Linked DNA regions of Danio rerio: region 1 is linked to region 2. A link is a contact called in public Hi-C data. All regions are on one chromosome and are shown on one strand. Each heading gives the region's core, a stretch centred on a gene start, on an enhancer-like site or on the middle of the called end of the contact. The rest is flanking DNA. Distances are from core to core; before and after follow the strand shown. Region 1 overlaps si:ch211-212o1.2. Region 2 holds the start of si:ch211-212o1.2.

Region 1 (4,065 bases), core at 1,453-3,952, 48 kb before region 2:
ATTCGAATGCAGCAGACCAGATATGCAAGCTTGTGTGAAAAGTTTTGCAGTTCGCTGTGTTAAAACCTTGAAAAATCACGTCAAGTGACTCCATGAAACCAATCAAAGATTAAAACATGACTGCTCTGTACAGAAATTTAAAACATGGACCAATCGCTCGCTTTTTTAAATGTCTAATAATCATGTTTAATCCTGCCCCTTTTCTCAGCGCCATATGACAGAATTTTACAAGCTGAAACTCTAGTGTGACCATGGCATTACTCCTTCCAAGACTTCCAACTTTGGAAAAGTGACTGACGATTAGCTGAACTTCTAGACCTGAACTCCCCAGTGCTGCAGATTTGCCTCACACAACATTAGGAAAATTAGGCCCCGTTTACACCAATACGTTTTAGTTTTAAAAACAAATAGCTACGGTTACCAGAGTTTTCGAGTTTTAAAACACTGCTGGATGGGGGAAAGCAGAGACATCTAAAAACAGATGTGATTGGGGCTGTTTCTCAATATTAAGTCTTTGTTGTAACATAATATAATATATAAATATTAAGACTTTGCAAGTTTGAAATGGAAAACAAACTCCTGATGACATGTTGGGCAAATCTTCAAAGGTAACAACGTACTTTATAGCATCATTCACATCACCCTGGCTACGCTGTTTCACTTTTCTTAGCAATAAAATGAAAACATGATTTAAGAAACTGCCTATTTTGATTTTGATATTAACAACTTAACAGACACTAAAAATGTTGTGGTATCGTGTAGCTACATGTTTATTTGACCGTTATCTTTACTGTTCGTATATTTATAGCAAAATGGAGCCTATAACATTGCTGCCTCCTTTAATTTTTACTGAAAATTTTGAAACATACCCTCTCTTTTGCTGAATATCAGTTAATTAATAATAAAAAATGGCAATCAATAATACAATAGGTTTATACAATATAGGAAATAAAGGCAAGCAGCCAGTCAAATGTGCAAAATCAGTGTATGTGGTTACATAAATTAATATATTAGCCTAACTTATCTTTGTGCTCAGCCAAAATGTGTTACCTGAGAAAAAGTAATAGATTCAAAAGACAGAAGAGTCCTTAGAGACAAGATGAATTAAAAATCACGTTCAACAACATTAGTGAGATGACATCCATCAGTAGATGCTTGATAAACTGTCTGACAAGCGCTGCTCTCACCTGGGGAGGTGTGCTCAAAGCAACCGCTGACTGCCTGGAGCTTAGACGTGCGCATATGCTTCGGCGCATGCCAGAGTGTGTGTGTGGTCACGTGATGTGACTTTTCAGCGCTGCAGTGTGAATGGAGATCTTTTCAGAAACACTAGATGAAACGGCAGTATGGATGTGGATCATTTTTCACTCTAAAACACCATTTTTACAACTAAAACATATTAGTGTATACCGGGCCCTAAAACCCTCCCACCTATGCTACACAGGTCAAACTTCTAGCTCTGTTCCGGCCTAACTATTACAGTGCTCTTCTGAGAGGCTTTTTGGCCAGGCCTATCAAACTTTTACAACTAATCCAGAATATGGCGTTGAGAGTTAACAAGCCCAAAAAAATGAAAACAACTCTTTTCATCAATCTGCACTGGCTATTAATTGCTGCTCACATCAAAATTAAAAAACAAAAAGCACTGGCTCTGCACTACTTTACTGTAATACTAGTTTATAAACTTCTGGAGCGAGCATAAGTCTGAAGGAGCTTGTGCTCTACAAGCGAACAGTGCATTGTGGATCTCTCCTAAAGATGCACAAGATCAATTTTATTGACCTTTACCTTGACTGTTCCCTGCTTCAGGAATGACCTGTTCTGATCAAATGAATCTTTTTTCAACATTTGACAGTTTCTAATCTATTTAATATATTTCTATTTCTAACCAGTAACTACAAATCTATATTTCTAGCTACAAAATCCACAACAACAAAACTTGGCTCTGTGTAGTGCCTAAGCCTAACTAGGACTGGAATTAACCATTACATCTTGATGCTCTATTGCACGGATGTCAAACTCAGTTCCTTGAGGGCCACAGCTCTGCAGTTAAGGTTTAACCCTAATTAAACACACTTGATTAAACTAATTGAGTCCTTCAGACTTGAAACCTACAGGTAAGTGCTTAAGGTTGAAGCAAGTTTGAAACTGAACTCTGCAGAGCTGCGGCCCTTCAGGAACTGAGTTTGGCACTCCTCCTCTATTGTTTCAATTCAATTCATGTACAAATTTATAGCGCTTCTTACAATAATAATTGTTCCTAAGCAGCTTCACAAAAGGTGCACATTATTAGATTACCATCAAAATCAGAGAAAGTTATAATTTTAGCTAGCTCTAAAAGTGCCCTCCCCAAAAGAAGAGTGTTGGGACAACACTGCAGAAGGAGAATTTTACAAATGACACAACAGGGTTAACTGACACTTATGATGTACACTTTTTATGTTTATATATATTTATTCTATTGCATGATGACAATTGCCATTTTGAAGCTGGACTAGCCCTTTAAGAGTGCCTATCAGTAGTGTACCTGTAGTGATGCAGTAGTAAGTCTCATGCGGCGACACATGATGGATCCGGTGGTGCTTGCGGGGCAGCACTAGGTGGCAGTCCTGCAATAGTGTGACCCAGCGTGGCAGGTCGAAGTAGGAGTGAGCCCACTTGTGGATCTGATTAGTCATGGTTACAAAAACCGCCAACGCAAAAACAAAACATTCCCAGGGGTAGGACTCTGCAAGGGCATCTGGGAAAGACAGATAGCGTAAGGGAGAGGTGTAGGGAGAGATAGAGGAATAAGAGTGGAGAGAGAGAGATAGAGAGAGAGAGAGGGGGAGAGAGAGAGAGAGAGAGAGAGAGAGAGAGAGAGAGGGAGAGAGAGAGGGAGAGGGAGAGAGAGAGAGAGAGAGAGAGAAAATTATATGCAAATTAATACGATATGCCTTAAAGTGACAAACCTCAACCCTTTAGTTAAGTACTAGCCTAACCGTCAAGCAATCACATTGACCTTATATCCCTCTGACTGATCGGATCATCAGTGATTGATATTTTAGTGGAATAAAAGTCATTCTGTGGCATCAAGTGAACGACAGGAAAATCTCAAATGGGAAAAGGGATAAATACAGTCAAGCTCCAAAAAAAAGGCCAATTAAGTGGGTCCATACAACATGTGTGATATTCCAATGCTGTGTCTCAATCAGCACCACTAGCTCCCGAAGATCTTCATCAGTAGGTTGTGTGCAAGTATTTGGGCATTGATAAGAACAGGAGCTAGGTTCACTACACATTGGGTCATGACATGAAAACATCCTCGTCATCATCAAAACTGAAATTTATAAAATACAACAAAACTTATTGTTTTCATTTATTTATTTTAATATGTTTTAAAAGAACATTATAGCTAAATATTTGATTTGCTTCATGTGCAGGCAACATTTCAACAATTAAATAATAATAAACATTTGCTAGATTTTCCCTAACTTGCCTAGCTTTGTTCGTTCATGTTAAAAATAAATAAACAATAGATTGTTTTTAGAAAAATATCTCTCATTTGTCATTAAGTTTGATGGTTTAGACCACGTGATTCATATTTTGCACTTCTGAACTTCCTTTAACGGTGCATGATGTGTATCGCTATGCCTTGAATTTCACAGTGCGGGACCTAACAGGGTGCAAAAGTTTTAGTGAACGGAAAGAATTTTGCAATTGAGACAGCACTTAAAATTGCTGCCAACCTGGTTAGTGAATTGACTACTAAACAAGGGTGCCGATTGAGACGAACCCCAAGTTCTAAATTCAACAGCAGCTAATGCTTACTTTTGTACTAGTCATTTAATTTAAAAATAAACAAATCCTTGTGGATTTTAATAACTACATCTGCGTCTCTTTTTTTGGAGGCTGCTACTGTCCTCCGGAGGTCACATTTTCAGCCAGGCTTTCATACACTGAGGTAGCCTTCATGACTGAAGTTACATGTGTTTTTTTCTGCCAAGGCCACCCGGGGTGCCGAAATATAATTGGGTAAACTGGCAGAGGGCTGGGTTACACAGACCAAAACAATGCATTGCTTTT
Region 2 (3,753 bases), core at 1,215-3,714:
CAAATATGTCATATGTACATGCTACATATATTTCAAAATTTATCAAAAATTATTTATGTATGAATATTAAGACATATCGCCTACATTTCTGAGGTATAGGCAACATTTCCAGGTGTTGATGAATAGGCTACTACAGTATATGTTAATACTTTACATTTGAGTACAGGAGTTTTTTTTTTACTTTTAAAGAACAGTAACCTTTTATTTTTAACTTTTAAAAGCACATTTTAATGTAAATATTAACATTTTATTTTTACACATAAGTAGAGTACAGTGTTAATGTTCAAACTATTTATAATGTTTAAAGTGGCTGACAATAATAAATAGTATTAGTAATAGGAATTAATCTGCCTAATTTTTTCAACTGTGCAGTGCTGTTGCTGTTTCATTGTGTGCTACTGTATTTCAATAGTGCCTATTATGGTGGTACTAGGAGAAACAATAATTTTTTGAGGTGGTACTACATAAAAAAAAGTTGGAGAACCACTGCTCTATATAGTTCTAATTTCTACTTGTAGGTTCAAGCATTGGCATATCTTTGTTTAAAAATCTATATTGGGTTTACTCTCATCATATCTACAGATTTACATTTGTAAAAAGCCCTTAGCTATGGTCTTTGGTCACAGAATATTTATTTAGTGTCTGTTCCTAAAGTGCAGACTGAGATAGGGAAAAAGGGTTTTAAATATGCAGCACCTTTTGCAAGGAACAATCTACAAACAAAGTTGCAGTTTAAAGAATTTATTTCAGTAAATGCTTTCAATAAAAAAAAGAGAATAAATGATTTAGAAATTGAAACAGATTGAACAGTGTGATTCATGTTAACTGTCAATTGTTTGTTGTCTGTTAGACCCATGTGACATGTATACTGCCTAATTTTGGCCAGGACACTCTTGTAAAAGAGATTTTTAATCTCAATGTGACTTACCTGGTAAAATAAAGGTTATAATAATAATAATAATAATAATAATAATAATAATCTAGTCTGTCCAGTGATTTTAGGAATAAATATATGATTCATCGCCAATCTTTACTTTTATAACCATTTTTTTATTTTACATCCTTAAAAATAAAAGTACTGTACTACTTTTGCTCAGGGAAAGCTGGATTCATATTTTAATAGTGTATCTGTACTTCCTTTACCAGTGAGGTTTAGTTAACATTTTCTTTTTATTAAATCAGCATTTACAAAGATTATTAAATATCATGTATATCAAATATCAATATCAAATAACAAATGAATTCCTCATAAATAAATAATGCATTAACAACATTTTATTGATGGGACCATACTGTAATGTTTTATCAATATCATTTCATATATTTCACGGAGAACAATTTCATCTTTATATCAGTAACTGATTCTTAGAATTAAACCAACAATTTTATTACATTTTTTTTAATTTGGGGGATATCTCCAAATTAAAATAAAAATCATCTAGAATCGTCTATATATGTCCATGACTTTTACAAACTTGAAAATAACACCAAAACGTACAATTTTGCATTTAAGAAAAAAGAGCCATTGCTCATATGCACCAAATACAGACACGGAAGCTATGATTCATTTGTACTAAACACAAAACATGACAGCCCCCATATCTAAAAATATACCACTTTTGCACAGGAAAGCATAAAGTGTGCAACACCACTCATCATTTACTCAGGGCAGAACTGTCCACCTTCACTTAATGGAAATACATGCATTGACTGATTCTATTCCTGCTAAATATATCATTAACTTTTAAAAAATAATAATAAAAATGGAAAATTAGAAAAATATGACAGTGACAAAGTGTTAAAAATATGACAGTGACAAAGCGTTAAATCTTGAGTTCCTTGAAGTGTTATAAAATGATCCTCTTATTCTGAACACTTTGCCCTGACAGCTGCAATTACAAGTTTTACAAAGTAGCACATGCACAACACATGCAACCCATAAACGGGGTCATATACACGCAGCTCAATGTTAAACAATCACCAACATTCAATACATTATGTTGATGGAGCTGTCACATGATATTGATCTCAAACTGACCTCTACACATAAGACTACAAGCAACTTTTGGATGTGTGTGTGTGCTTTCCTGGCCTTAGTCTGGCCCGTAGACGCTGCCGTGTGCAGTAGTAGAAGGATCATTCACATTGACACAGATGTGTGTAATGACAGCTGACGTGCTCGTCTTACCCGGAGAGTACAGCTTGGCGAGCTGTCGGGCCCCGGCGTGCTGTGGTCCCCAGCGAGGTGCGGTGCTGCGCGCGGCCGCCCCGTGCTCATTCCCGTTCGGATCCTCCTCCGCCATAGACCGATGCCTGATCTCCGTCTCTGACAGTAACGCCGCCGCCATGGTCCCTTATGATGGCCAGTTTTCAGAGAAAATGCATTAATAATGACCCTGTATCGTGCATTTAGTAATTAATACACAGGGGTTCAGGTTTAGCGGTGAATGACACACCTTTCTTGGTAAACCCACTGAGGTTCCTACTTCAGCGAAACACACCCGGAACTAAAATACGCACGAACTGCCTGTCTACCACTCCGCTATAATAAACAAACATACCTCGATAATTATTATTTACCTTGTTTCATCTCATGAGGCAAATGATAGATAATATTGCTCCCGGCGGGGACTCTGAGCAGCTCTTTAAACTGTCCGACAGCCTGAATAAAGTGAATATTCGCAAAACTTTTCCTCTGCCTGCTGCTGTGCTCTGATCTTAGGGACCGTCGTAAAAGACGCGTTTATAGTGTGAGAGGAAAAAGCCATTTTGATCACCGGCTACTCTTATCTAAGAATTATCATAATCAACAAAACGATTTTTGATGTTTAATCAAATGTACATTACAAAATCTGTAGGATTATACTGGCGTCGCCCCTTAATGTCAGCGAATCATGTCTGGGGTTTTACCAACGGTCCCTAACATCTCATGCGAGTCTATCGTAGTGCTCGAGACGCTGATAAGACACAAACGCCTCTAGTGAAATTATACGAGTACACATGACTACTGTGCTACCTGTTGATAAGAAATAGATAAGATAATCATGCTATCTCATGTTCAAGTGTCTGTTTGATTATGTACCGGCGATCACAGGCATGGACAATGATTTATAAATATTTCAAACAAACTCCACAAATAGCTTAAAGCTGTCGCAAACATATTAATTGTATACATCATACACGTTGCTTACATGTTGTTTGGAAACAAATCTGTCAAGCATTATCCTATATAATGCTGTAAAATGGAAATTTAATGTAATTACCCTGAATCTGATGAAAAAAAACTGCTTAAACTGGCCTAGGCTGGTTGGCTGGTTTTAGCTGGTCAACCAGGCTGGTTTTAGAGGGGTTTTGGCCACTTCCGGGCTGGTTTCCAGCCTGGTGTTAGCTGGTCAGGCTGGAAAGTGACCAGCTAAAACCATCTAAAACCAGCTTGACCAGCCTGGTTAAAGCTGGACATAGCTGGTTTTGGCTGATCATCTCCCAGCCTGACCAGCTAAGACCAGGCTGGAAATGGCTGGAAACCAGCCTGGAAGTGGCCAAAACCCCTCTAAAACCAGCCTGGTTGACCAGCTAAAACCAGCCAACCAGCCTTTTTTTTTCAGTAGGGTATAATTATATATTAATTAGTGTACTATAGAAAATCTTTTCTTTTATCGTGTGTTTTGTGATGTTGTAAAGACTGACAATATTCAGGAATGACAGACAGTTTAACTGGTTTGCTAACATAACACATATCTCGAATATTATAAT

Evidence for each region. Hi-C and Micro-C count contacts between places; a contact is called where the count stands out from the background.
Region 1: a Hi-C map of embryo shows a contact between it and region 2, with 1.8 times the contacts expected there. The contact joins the enhancer-like site here to the promoter of si:ch211-212o1.2 in region 2. A contact is called at or near these places in 2 of 18 Hi-C or Micro-C datasets (caudal fin and embryo) and 2 of 4 datasets of contacts at active chromatin or transcription factors (embryo and gastrula embryo).

Annotation. Positions count from the first base shown.
Region 1 is chr18:19,432,693-19,436,757 of GRCz12tu, reverse strand. It overlaps si:ch211-212o1.2, which reads right to left. Exons shown (of 6, transcript NM_001080164.1): 5 at 2,528-2,740. Among named protein-coding and RNA genes, the nearest start is that of si:ch211-212o1.2, 49 kb to the right of the region's middle. Within about 2 kb of position 2,702, at least 3 of the 62 cell types and tissues checked have an H3K27ac peak or open chromatin away from gene starts, as enhancers often do.
Region 2 is chr18:19,384,774-19,388,526 of GRCz12tu, reverse strand. si:ch211-212o1.2 reads right to left here and starts at 2,464. Exons shown (of 6, transcript NM_001080164.1): 1 at 2,189-2,464. The coding sequence starts at 2,348.